Linked DNA regions of Zea mays: all the other regions are linked to region 1. A link is a contact called in public Hi-C data. All regions are on one chromosome and are shown on one strand. The core of a region is the stretch at or near the end of the contact, and the rest is flanking DNA. Distances in the headings are between cores, read along the strand shown.

The links. A called contact is a pair of places that touch in the nucleus more often than the background predicts.
Region 2: a contact with region 1 is called in a Hi-C map of tassel, with 2.8 times the contacts expected there. The contact joins the promoter of LOC103648341 here to the promoter of LOC541679 in region 1. A contact is called at or near these places in 3 of 25 Hi-C or Micro-C datasets (bundle sheath, ear and tassel).
Region 3: a Hi-C map of leaf shows a contact between it and region 1, with 3 times the contacts expected there. The contact joins the promoter of LOC100383226 here to the promoter of LOC541679 in region 1. A contact is called at or near these places in 3 of 25 Hi-C or Micro-C datasets (ear, leaf and tassel).

Annotation. Positions count from the first base shown.
Region 1 is chr2:3,461,529-3,465,942 of Zm-B73-REFERENCE-NAM-5.0, forward strand. It overlaps LOC541679, which reads left to right and starts at 2,218. Exons shown (of 6, transcript XM_020547998.2): 1 at 2,218-2,491; 2 at 2,664-2,672; 3 at 3,426-4,285. The coding sequence starts at 2,320. LOC103648340 reads right to left here and starts at 1,535. Exons shown (of 3, transcript XM_020548079.2): 1 at 1,235-1,535; 2 at 1,006-1,079. The coding sequence starts at 1,376.
Region 2 is chr2:3,657,292-3,661,705 of Zm-B73-REFERENCE-NAM-5.0, forward strand. LOC103648341 (peptidyl-prolyl cis-trans isomerase NIMA-interacting 1) reads left to right here and starts at 1,837. Exons shown (of 3, transcript XM_008672828.1): 1 at 1,837-1,845; 2 at 3,171-3,807. The coding sequence starts at 1,837.
Region 3 is chr2:3,628,666-3,633,079 of Zm-B73-REFERENCE-NAM-5.0, forward strand. LOC100383226 reads left to right here and starts at 1,955. Exons shown (of 14, transcript NM_001175888.1): 1 at 1,955-2,182; 2 at 2,971-3,254; 3 at 3,334-3,446; 4 at 3,592-3,690; 5 at 3,783-3,839; 6 at 4,066-4,221; 7 at 4,309-4,393. The coding sequence starts at 3,161.

The sequences.
Region 1 (4,414 bases), core at 968-3,467:
AAAAATTTCGTGGACACTCTTAGGCTTAACTTACTCAGATCTAATCCCATGACTGCTGCTGCTGTAAATTCTTGGCTTTCTGGTCTCTAGTTTGCTTGTATTATAGCTTGTCTTTTCTGTACAGTCTCTGCCCTAGGGTATCTCTCTTTTCAATAAAATTTCTGCTGTAGGGTTTCCCCTACAGTTTCCCGGTAAAAAAAAACTTATCAGATTTGCTAAAGTGCATGAGTGGGACACATTGAGTTCATCTGTGACTAGAGACCTTATCCAAATTTATATAATGATTGTAGTAGTATGTAACCCTATTTAGGTTTCAAGACACAATGATTTACTACTTTTATTATCATAATAGGAGAATTCATCTTTTTGCTCATGTGTGTGTGGCCTTTGTAATTTGGGAAGGTCAGTAAGTACTATACTACTATGGAAGGTTCAGAAATCATAAGACAGGGCAACGATAAAAAAAATGGTAGTGAGAGGATGTAATTATTTGACCCTTGTAAAATGGTAAGTACCATATGTATGATTATTTAGTAGTACTCAGGCCACAATAGTCAAGAATGCAGACATTGGAGCAGAGCAGATCTTGGTTGGAGATTTTATCACTACAAGTTCGAAAACTCTAGTCCTTTGCTCATGTGCATGCAACTGCTAGTATCTACGAAGAAATGAGCATCACTCATATCATTAGAATCACTTCTGCAGTCAGGATACTAGATGGGCAGGGGGTCAACCTATATGTAGATGAAGAAAAAAACTTAAACCGAAGGATAATCATCCTTGAAACAGGAATGTGAACCCAGAAAAAAAAAAGAAGTCCTAAACTTGCTCAACTGAGAGATCTCGGACACCAAACAGAAACTGACGTATATCGGTACATCCGTATATGTATCACCTGACCTCCCAAGATTAACTAGAGACTTACAGAGGAACGGGGAAGAGAGGAAAAGTATCGTGTACCGTCACACAAAATTACAGAGGAACCGGGATGACACAAGGGCAAACCTCTTTCTTCTTGCATTCCTTGTAATCGTCGAACTGCTGCTGGCACTTGGTCTTGTCCTGGTTGGCCTCCAAACCTTTAATCAAGAAACAACCGCAGCGTCAGCGAGCGGCCATAGAAGCATGGCGAGTATCAAGTAGCACCTTCCTGCGAACGTGGGGGTGTGTGGATGGGTCGAAGAGAGGAGGGGGCAGATTGGGAATCAGGGCGGGTGCGCAGCAGGGCTCGTACACTTGAGCGAGGCGGTGTACTGGGGGAAGCAGGCGGAGTCGGCGATCCTGGCGGCGCTGGGGTACGGCGGCTGCGGCGGCGACATCCCTGGAGACGCGCGGTGGTGGGTTGGGGACGCCGACGCTGCCTGTGCCGTCGCCATGGTGCCCCGCGTCCTTTTCTTCGCTAGTTCGGTTCTTCCTCCTTTTCGGGCTTTCGATTGGCCGTCGTCTTTCTGGATGGGGCGAAGTGATGGACAGGGCTTTGGTAATGGGCTGCTTATCTTCCGATTACTAGTACTGGGCCAGATGGACGGAGTACTGGGCCAACGAAGCGAATGAGTACCTGTAAAGCAGATAAATAACCCTTCTGCATGACTGCATCTGAGATGATTGCGCAGGTAAACTTTGCGTTGGAGAAGAATTACGACGACGGAGTAGATCCTGTTGTGATTGTGAGACAAGATCTCGATTTGTATTCCGGCCGGTGGCACTTAAGAAATGACCTCTTGACCCGGCCCGATCGGATCTTGAAAAAAAAAGCAGCAGTTTTTACGAGTTTAAAACTCAGCGGGGGGTGGGGTGGGGTGGTGGAAATGGAATCTGGATGGCTCACACTTTAACATTAGAGCAACTCCATGGCTAATACAATACCAATAGTTCACACTTAACATTAGAGCAACTCCACTATACTCGGCAAATAAATAACTAAATTTATTGATTTAGCTACTCTCTAAAATAGGTTTTAAAAAAATAGGTTAATCAAATATACTCTATAAACCAATTTATTAGATAGTGAGTGAAGAAGACTATAAAAAAATAGAAAGCGGAGACGGAGGAACGAAGAGCAGTTAAAATTGAAAAATCATTTACAGAGTTTGTTGGATATTTTTTTCATCTAATAATAACTAATTTTAACTTTACAAAATGATTTGTCTAATCTTTTGAAGTTGCTCGTGAATACTACGACTAAAACATGGTGATGGGTAACACCGTAGCAGGCAATCATATCTATATGGTAATCCGGGACTCGTCAGCAGAGGCACAGCTGGAGCAAAGCAACCAGAGGGAGCGCGAGCCGGCCACTCCCCTCCGTCTCTCTCGACCATGGCGAGGCTCCCGCTGGCCGCCTGCGCCGTCGCCGCCGCCTTCTACCTGTGCCTCCACCTTGCGTCGTCGTCCTCTTCCGCTCCTCGTCTTGCGCCTGCCCCGAGCGACGGCGGCCGCCGTGCAGGCAGGACCGCCTACCACTTCCAGCCGGCCAAGAACTGGCAGAATGGTGAGCGCGCTGACTTCCCTTGCATCCGTCTCCGGCCGTTGCACCGTCGATTTGATCAGGACACAGATGTTTGCTGAACTGATTGATCCCTGTGTGGTTGTCCGATCGGCGTGGCGTGGCGAACTGCGGGTTTCTTTGGCCGTACGTCTCGGGTGGATCCTGGCGCCGGCAGATCCGAATGGTACGTGCTGATCCCTCCTCTCCTTGGCTGCTCTGTTCTTGGTTTCCGTTCTCTGGCTGCGAGATGTAGAATTTGCTTTGCTTCGCTCCGCTGAAGCTGAACGGGGTCGCTCGGTCATCTAATCGCATTTGTATCGAATTGGATTGAATTGAATTGAATCACACGGATTAAACTCCGTTAATCTCAATTAGCCATGTCTCCAGTAGCCAGCACAGCAGTATGAACCTACCTACAGTACCTACCTATCCATCCATTCCATTGGCGTAGCGGACAAAGAAAGGAACAAACAAATCAGCGAAAGATGCACGTGTGGCCCACGTTGGTAGGGCAAGATTGGAGTGCCAAGTGTGCTTTCCACCGTGGACCTGATTTTGGAGTAGGCCGTGTCTCATCCTTCAAGACTTCGCATAATAAATCTTGTCTGCTCTATAACATGAGCCGATTAATTAGCTGCAGCACTGAAAAGAAACCATCTTGTTTGAATCCAGTAAACAACACAGTCATCTGATCGTCATAAAATGATATAATCTGTCTATACCGCACCCAAGTGTTTCAGTCTTTCAGAGTTCCAAAACGTTCGAATCTTTTCTTTAGCCATCTTCTTCCTCCCGACGCCGCCGCGGCTATGACCGCGTATGAGTTCCAACACTCGAGTGAGGTGTAGAGTGTAGACTTACCGAAATGATATGTATACTTGTAGTAATACATGACAAAACGACGGTTAATTCTTGTGTAACAATGCGATACGAGCAGGGCCGATGTACTACAACGGCATGTACCATCTCTTCTACCAGTACAACCCGCACGGCGCGCTCTGGGGCGTTGGCAACCTCTCCTGGGGCCACTCCGTTTCCGGCGACCTCGTGAACTGGGCCGCCCTGGACACGGCGCTGGACCCGACGTCGCCCTTCGACGCCAACGGCTGCTGGTCGGGCTCCGCCACCATCCTCCCCGGCGGCACCCCGGCCATCCTCTACACGGGCATCGACGCCAACGGGGAGCAGGTGCAGAACGTGGCGTTCCCCAGGGACCCGGCGGACCCGCTCCTTCGCCGGTGGGACAAGCCCGGCTACAACCCCGTCATCCCGCTCCCCGCCGACGTCCCGGGCGACAAGTTCCGGGACCCTTCGACGGCGTGGCTCGGCCGCGACGGGCTGTGGCGCGTCGCGGTGTCCGCCGAGGTCCGCGGCGTGGCGTCCACGCTCGTGTACCGGAGCGCGGACTTCCTCCGCTGGGAGCGCGCCCCCGCCGCCGCGCCGCTGCACGCCTCGCGCGCCGCGGGTATGGTGGAGTGCCCGGACCTGTTCCCGGTGAAGGAGGAGGGTGACGACGGCGACGGCCAAGGGCTCGACGCGTCGGCGAGCGGCGCCGGGCTGCGGCACGTGCTGAAGCTCAGCGTGATGGACACGCTCCAGGACTACTACATGGTGGGGCGGTACGACGACGCGGCGGACGCGTTCGTGCCGGCGGAGCCCGAGCGCGGGGACGACGTGCGCGGCTGGCGGCGGCTGGACTACGGCCACGTGTACGCGTCCAAGACCTTCTTCGACGCGCGCGGGAGCCGGCGCGTGCTGTGGGCGTGGGCCAACGAGTCCGACAGCCAGGCCGACGACGTCGCCAAGTATAGATGCCCAAACGGCCCGGCCCGACCGGCCCGCGTGCCGCAGCCACGGCCCAAGCACGGCACGCCGGCCTGGTAGTCGTGCCGGGCCGGCCCGTTAACCGGCCACGCTCTCCTGTTA
Region 2 (4,414 bases), core at 587-3,086, 200 kb after region 1:
TTAGGCTCTTTCTCTCCAACTACACTTTGCTAATCATTAGATATATCGATCTATTCTTCATTGTCCTTTGGGTTGTTCTCTTTTTTAATTGAAGATCTTTAGGCTACGATCATAGTTGCATGTGTTGTTGGGAGTGTAGTGCTCAGTGATCGAAATGGTTAGAATGGTGACTCTGACTCGGTATGATAATTGATCCATGAAGGAGACTATGCGGGAGGAAGCAGGGTTGCTCTTGAGTAGTAGGATTTTTGCCAAGTGTATAATGCTTCCATCTGATGGGGCGGTAAGGACCATAGTACCAGACCTTGTTGGGCATCTATTAGTGGGAGTTTTGCTCGTATCCCTCCTCTGGCGTGAGAGTGGATGTGACAAGACTTGTGATCGCTTGTTGGTAGATCGAAGTGGTATTATTGATTTTGAGAGTGAATCCGACTAGGCTTAGACCGCAATTATCCAATGGCCTAAAACCCCACTCAAAAGAATTGGTTGTGTTCAAGTTGGACTCATACTTGTAGTTAGACCGAGCTTGGACGATAGTTATTTGATGTCACAATGACTAGCTTGGAAAACTTTGCCGTGTCTACGCTGGACTTGTAAAAGAAATTTCATCGAAATTCCGTTAAGTCCTTTTACCATGTCTCAACAATTTGTCAATGAAGTTTGGGTCATCATAGTCTCTATGAGGTGCCCATCAAGCATGTTAGAGTTTTTTGTCATACACATCTAGGAGCCAAAAATGAAGGTTGATCCTACCAAAAATATGATGATATCCATCAAGCTTTTAGTTGTCCTTTTCCTGAAGCCATGCCTGACATGCTAGATGTCCATGTTTGATGATCAATAATCCTGCTATGGGATTTACCTAGAATTTGAATTGATGTGATTCAACGTATACCAAACTTGATGATGAACATTATGGAAATGATTTTATACTGGTTCAGACTGTTGAATAGTGTAATAGCCTATATCAAGTTAGACATGTTGACTTGTGTTTGATTGTTGGTTATGTTTTGTTTTCGTTGTTACAAAGAGAGTAACACACTTCTCGTTATATAGTCTAGCTAGAGAACATATGTACAAGTCGAGTAATAGTCGGCTAAAACATAATAGTTTATATTCTATGAAAGATAAAATATTTTCCTTTAATCTGTCTAAGTTGGTAGTCTTCTATCTTAGTTCGGTGTCTTTTTAGGTCCATGGAGAAGCTACATGCCCCATGTAAGGGTATGCTCAGGAAGAACACCCATGGGTCTGGACCCCCACCAGTAAGACCTGGACCCACGCAAACGCCACCTGGCCCACCCAGGATTAGTCCTTGATGGACACATGTAATGGTCGGGCCTCCTTGCCTGCCTCTGGACCCCGGTCGGTGCGAGCCAAGGGCTTCAGTTGGTTCGCATATCCTTGGCACAAGCCCTCCTCATAGATAGGGGTACGGTGCTGCCATGTGGCTTTAAGGCATCCGACTCAAGCCTTAGGGAAGAAGCAAGCCTCCCATCTGCAGGCCCGCTGCCTATATTTAATAAGGATAGGCCATGGCACACTATGCCACATGTAGAGTAGATGTCTAACAGGTTGACAAGACCGCTCCACGCGCTACCGAGGCACACAACGTCACAACCACACTAGGTGCATTTAATGCACACTCATGATAAACGCGAGCTCCCAAGGCGGTCATCTCATACAAGTAGGCAACTGCATCATGAAGCGTCACTCATACGACGATACACCCGCTATAGTATGGGCTAGAGTTGACAACACAGAGATATCACATTAATTCCCGCGCATGTCAGCCTGCTTAGCCCAACGACATCAACATACTAGGAACATCCCGCTATGGCCCAGGTCGGCAAACGGGATAAACAACAGATCTGGTCGGAAGATACGCACGATGGTTGAGGAGAAGGAGATCTTAGCCCGTTATTGCACTTATAGCTCCATGTTGTACATAATAAATACTGAAACATTGGGCCCACCTGTCGGAGTCCAGATCCATCCCCTATAATGTGCCATCCTTGGACTGTAAAAGGGATGACACATACGATACAAGTGGACATTCACACTCCAGCTCCCTCGGAGACATCTACATCTAGACCTGGGCTTTCTCGAGCTCTCGACAATACAACCCACAATGGAGTAGGGTATTACGCTTCGGCGGCCTGAACCACTCCAAATCCTTATGTGTTTTTGTGTTCATCCATCTCATAAGGATAACCTTAGGCAGTCCCCTATTTCTAGGATTAGACGGGTGCATTCTGCCACCCGGCTGGAGTTTACCCTCCGACAATCATATCATTCCCTCATAACCTATTGTTTAACCTCTCCATTTTATATTAGAAGTCCTTTTAGCTTTATATATATGCCTCTCTTTCTAAATGTATAGTGAGAAAATTTAAAATTATGTATTAAGAAAAGGGTAGAACTGAATTATATATACCACTATATAACCTATTAGTTTAAACTTTGCAAAACTCGCCCAATCAAATCACCTCCACACACCTAAACTCCACTAAACTCACCAAAAAATTGCACCCAGATTTAACACTATCAAAACCAACAGTTTATATCACTAGATAATCCTCTCTTCTTTACGCACTCAAATCCAATGAATAAATTATTTATACCATTTCTCGTCTGTTTCCTCTCACTCCCATGAGTTTTCGACCCCTCCCCTCACTCGTGCTGAGGGATGAAAGTGGTAATCCGAACTGTTATGACAAATTTAATATTTTAAAATAGATATGTATAAAATTTGATGTTGATATTTTTATGTTTTCAAGCACATTATTAAAAATAAGAATAAAATATAACATAAATTGTTTTATGTATTATTTTCCCTCTACAAAAAAAAAGTTGAAAAATTTACCGAATTCATTTTCAAATTCATACCAAATTTTATATCTACCATTTGAGAAAATATAGAATGAATTTGAGGTTTGCTTTTTATGAATCTTTACAAGCTCAATGTTAAAAATAAGAATATAAATTTGTATAGTAGATTCTATGTCCTATTTATTCGTAATCAAAGAAAAATGTGCCGTCGACCTTCTCATCTCTTCTGGGGTCATAGCGTTCCTAGAGTCTAGATGTTAGTCATATATAAGGAAGGGACTTTTTTCGAAATTAATTAAGCACCCATGTGTCTCTTGGATTTCTGTCGCTCTGTGTAGTCACTCCACTTGTCTTCCTTTTATCCCACTCATCAGGCGCAGTCTGAATCCAATCCAGTCCGGGCCGATCGCCATGGCAACCGCCACCGCTCCTGCATATATACCTACCACTGCACATGCTGCCAGGCCCAGCTTCACAAGCTAGGTGTGTCAGCCCAAAACCACCAACCAGCCCGAGCTTTTCTTTGCTGCCTGCCGCGGCGCGTCGCGACCCGGGCCGACAAGATAGGGTCGGAAAGCCCCGCCGCCGACGGCGTCGGCGACGCCGCGCGCAAGCGGCCCAGCGGCGATGTTGGCCCCACCCCGGGGCCAGCCGACAAGCGCCGCCGCCCGGAGCACCCTTCTTCCTCCTCCGCGGGCTCCCGCGACCGCCACCACCACCACCACGGCCGCCGCCCGCCGTCCTCGGCCGACGAGAAGGTGCGCGCCTCTCACATCCTGATCAAGCACGAGGGCTCCCGCCGCAAGGCCTCGTGGCGGGATCCCGAAGGCGTCGCCATCTCCGCCACGACACGCGACGACGCGGCCGACCTCGCGCGCGCGCTCCGCGACCAGATCGTCTCCGGTGACCGCGAGTTCGAGGACGTCGCTGCCGAGAACTCCGACTGCAGCTCGGCCAAGCGCGGCGGTGACCTCGGTCAGTGCTCCGTGCTAAATCCTACTGTTCAAATCCTGCTGGCCAACTATATACCCTCTCTGTAGGGTTTGCTTTTTGGTGAGCGGTTGAATGGTTGCGTGGATGGGATAGGAGCTCTTGTTTTGGATCCTGCTTAGACTTACAAATACTAACTTCTATAGTACATGCAGGACAAGGAAATATCTGTCTCTGGTGGATTATCTTCCAGTCTGATCTAGAATTCTAGATGCAGTAGGTGTGGCTGCCTTGTATGTTAGGATTGCTATTTTGATATATAATACATCCGTTCTCGAATATTTGTCGCCCACCGGTTCTTTTTTGAAGTAAACCGCGACAAATAAAAAGAACGGAGTTCGGTATCTAATTGTGCACAGTAATGGCAAGTTAGTGTTGTAGTTACACTGTAATCCAGAATTTCGGACGAGAAACATCCTACTTCTTATTCAAACAGTCGCAGTTGATGTAGTGCCATCATTTGTGCCAAGTAAGACAAAATTGCTGTACCGTGCATGGATTTTATTTTTGGAAGTCCTGTGGTTCCTGTCCTGCTTTATCACGGGGAATACTGAAAAGCTTGTCTAAAAACTAAAACTTTCTGTATTTTTTA
Region 3 (4,414 bases), core at 705-3,204, 170 kb after region 1:
GTAGCGTCCTCTTCTTCTACGCTTGACTACACCGGCGGCAGTAGCATTGTCAACTCCGTTTCTTCTGGCCTGTTTTCTTTCTTTTGCACGTACGCGAGTAAAAGGCGTGGTGGCATCGTTGAAAACGCGCGCACTCGAGAGTCACGCGCGCCGGTCGGCGGCACTACTCCAACGCACGCACCCGCCGGCCGGTCCATACAGGATGCACGCCCAAGGTCAAAAAAGGGAGGGGGTAGACGCTCTCGACCGTCAGTCTCAGTCAGGTCTTGCTCACTCCACGCCTTTTGCGGATTGGGAACCTTTCTTTCTTTCTCTCCCTTTTTTCTTTGTCGGCTGTGGCTCAAAGTGTGACGAAACGGAATGATTTGGGGGCCGAGAGCGTCCCCACCCCACCCTCCTAGTCCTACCATACGAGTACCAGATCACCCCCTAACAGCAGAGGCTAAGCCAGGCAACTGGTAGTATATGGGAAGTACGTAGCGCGTAGTGCTGGGAATTGGGCCGGGCCAGACTGGCCCGGTCCAAGCTCTTCGTTCTTCGTGCTAAACAGATTCGTACGTCATGAGTGAAAAGCACACCGACACATCCATTGTAGCCCGGCGCCAAACACATTTAATGCGATCGGTCATTTATGATGTGTCGGTTTTGAGCCAGGCGCGGGATCCACTCAAGTGGGTTTCCCTTTGGCACACTCGCCCTGTACGGGTTTCGCCAAGCCCGATTTCAGGCTCGGTGCTGTGGGCTTCGTCCAGGGGTGGATTCTTCCAGGTAGACGTAACTTATCTCCTCCGACTGACTAGCGGACCCCAGTTGACAAAGGTATTTAAATCAGAATTTTTAAATCCATGATATGGTATCTGAAAAACCCATGTTATTTAAATTAAGTTTTTTTACTAGCCAACATCTCTCGGCAAAAAAAATGAATACTCTAGTATTATCTAGTATCATCTCCGTACTCAAATATTTGTCGTCCGTTTGATTGGAGGGAGTACTATACTACGGCTATACAAGAGACGTAGACGTCCCGACGACCATGTACCAGTACACCAGACCATGCACGAGGTACGCAGCAGGACGTACAATGCGCGCGCAGCATGATGCATGCGTGCGTGTGTGCGTTGTGTAAATTGGCACGGTCACGCCGACGTACACGTACGTACTACCAGGGTCCAGGACGCAGCCTGCGCCGCTGCGCTGCGTCAGCAAAGACCGACACAGGAAGGAGGTGTCGTCGGTCCGGCGGTCTCCGGCGGGCGGGGCTGCAGGTCTTCCCCCCATCCCCCGTCGGTCTGTAGCGGTCCACGCAAGGACCCGAAACGTACTCCGCGCGCCGCTGCTCTGGCTGGCTCTGCGGCTCTGCCTCGTCTTCTCCCACTCTGCGCCAAGGCAAGGCTGCCAAGTACTGGTACTGGGTGGTTGGCGTCGGCCTCCGGAGCCGCGCGCGTCGCGTCGGCCTGCGGAAGGAATGGATGGATCCGGGCAGATCCACCCCACGCGGCCACGCCTGAGCCTAAGCGTCCTCTCAGTCCAGTCCAGTCCCGTCCCATCCACCACCACCACCTCGAGTCCTCGACCGCGACGAGAGGGGTAGCGCAGCGGTGGCGTGGCGTGGCGCGTCGCGCTTGGCAGCACGCGTAGGCACGCACACGGCTTTCTCTCTTTCTTCCTCTGCTGACTGACATGTGGGGGGAAGGGTCAAGACGGGGCTGAGACGCAAAGGCAGCGCGCGCAGCGCAGGTGCAGGACGACGACGGAGAAAGAAAGAGGGCTGGCTGGCTGGCTGGCCTGGGAGGCTGGGACGGACGACGGAGGAGTGACTCCGCTGCCCGGCATCGGCAGGCAGCGAAGCATGCTTGCACAGATGCGGCATCATGGCATCGCCCCTCCTCCTCGAAAGGTCGGCATCCTTTTTAGCCCGCCCAAGCCCAAAGGCCACCACCACTCGACCATCACAGTTCGCTCCGTCCTGCTACCCAGCTACAACGCGCCACTCTTCCTCACACTACGACGACGCCTTGCCACGGATTCGATCGTCGCCGCTTGTCTGCCCTATCATCTCACTCCCCCCGCCCGCTTGCTTTTATATCTGGAGCTTCCCACCAGCAAAGCCTTGGCATTGTGCTTCCTTGCTTTGTGTGTGGCGCGCTCCAGGTGCCAGCCCCAGGAGAGAAGACAAGCCGAGGTGTGGTTTATCTGTTTGTTTTGCACATTCCGCCTTATTGTAACCTAGCTATAGGCCAAGAGAAGCTCTGAGTCTTGCTCGGCATTGCCGTTCGTATCCGCGCATACTCACTCTTGCATGCTTGCGTCCATTCACCACCAAGCTGTCTTGTCGTTGCCGCCCGCCCATGCTTCAGCTCGGCACAGTTGCTTGCATTGCATTCCAGGTTTTCGCGACGACGGGGCTTCTCCAGAGCATGTCAGGACTCAGGAGCCGGCCGGCGCCAGGTGGCGTGCACGCCGTCGATCGAGTTCATTCGATTCCAGGCTTCCAGCACGCTGCACGCACGTAGTAGCTAGGTGGAGAGGAGCATTCTACGTACCACTGCGCGTTCGTGTAGGCAGGCCCCTAGCTAGCTAGCTAGCCCTGTGCTCTGCGTGCTCCTGCTGGGCTTTACTCCTACTCTGCCTCGTAGTAGTCGTAGGAGGCCTGGCCATGGCATGCGCGGCGTGAGGACACAAAAGCCGCCTGCTTTCTTGGGAAAAGGCGGGGTCGTGCTGTGGTCGCCATGGCATGCATGGCCGCATGGGGGGACCCAGTCCCACACCTCATAGCCCGCGTTTAGGCACTAGCAGCTTGGTGGAGTAGTACAATGTACAACTACGACGACTGCTGCGAATGCGTTTGGGCGGGTTGGGGCCGGGTCTTCTTCTTCCACCTGGCCTTTTTACTCCACCCTCCTCTTTGCCTGCTGTTCGCGAAACGGCAACATCTCGCTTGCCATTTACCACTCTCGTCCTCTCTCACAGTGGCATGCAGGCGCGGTAGGGTAGAGTTCCTCACTTCTCGCCCATCAACGATGACGAAGTGCGCGTAAGCTGCTGCTGGGAAACGGAGATTGGATAGATTCGCCGGGGGTCTTGTTGGCTTCAAGAGAGCCCGAGTTCTCCTTTTTCCAGCTTGGGTCTGGTACGCCATCTCTGGGTCTGGGGACTGTAGATGATGACGTCCTCGTACGAGAAGGCCACGTCGGGTGTCCTGAGGAACGCGGCGGCGCTGCTCGACGAAATGCAGCTCATGGGAGAAACGCAGGGTGAGTGTGGTTGCTACTGCTTGCTCTGCTGCTCATGCAAAGTTCTGTATTCTTACCCTGTCCTTTCCTTTTCCGTCAGGTGCCAAGAAGGTGATCAACTCCGAGCTGTGGCACGCGTGCGCGGGGCCGCTGGTCTGCTTGCCGCAGCGGGGGAGCCTCGTCTACTACTTCCCCCAGGGGCACAGCGAGCAGGTTAGTTCGAATTGAGTGGATTCTCAACATTCTTTTTCTCAAGAGAGGTTTCCGAAAATGTTACTGCTGCTCTGCATATGGATTACGAGTTTATGACCTGTGCTTGCGATACGAACTGTCGATGCTGAAGCTGTTCTTTTTGCAGGTTGCTGCTACCACTAAAAAGATACCCAACTCTCGCATCCCAAACTACCCGAGTCTCCCGTCGCAGCTGCTATGTCAAGTCCACAACATCACTTTGCATGTAAGTGTAAATGGCACTGCTAGTTCAGTTCCTAATGTTTGGGGGGGTACTCCAATGCCTATTCGCTAACAGTTAATGCTCGACTTGCACAGGCTGACAAAGAAACTGATGAGATTTATGCCCAGATGACCCTGCAACCAGTACACTCGGTAAGTGAACTGTGGACGCTGCATTGGTGCATAGCCTGTAAGTTTCAGAGTTTGGCCTCAAAAATGTAATTTGAGGCTTTTTATACAATAGTGCACACCAGTTTTGTCTCTAGTAGCTACCAACAGAAAGCACTGTAGTAACATGCACTGCCTTTAGAAAGCACCAGTAGCTATGATTCAGAAGCTGATGAATCTTTTAATCCTGGCATCCTGCCGACCATTTCAGGAAACTGATGTGTTCCCAATCCCAACGCTCGGTGCTTATACCAAAAGCAAGCACCCCAGTGAATATTTCTGCAAGAATTTGACTGCAAGTGATACAAGTACGCATGGTGGTTTCTCGGTGCCACGGAGAGCTGCAGAGAAGCTGTTTCCGCAGTTGGTACGATATGCTTGTCCAACTTGCCTTTTGCACAGTTCACTATTTTTCTTTTCAGCTTCAGCTCATACCCATGTTTTCAACCCTCAGGATTATTCAATGCAGCCTCCTAATCAGGAGCTTATCGTTCGAGATCTGCATGATAACATGTGGACATTCCGTCACATTTATCGTGGTAGGGTCGGACACTGTCTGA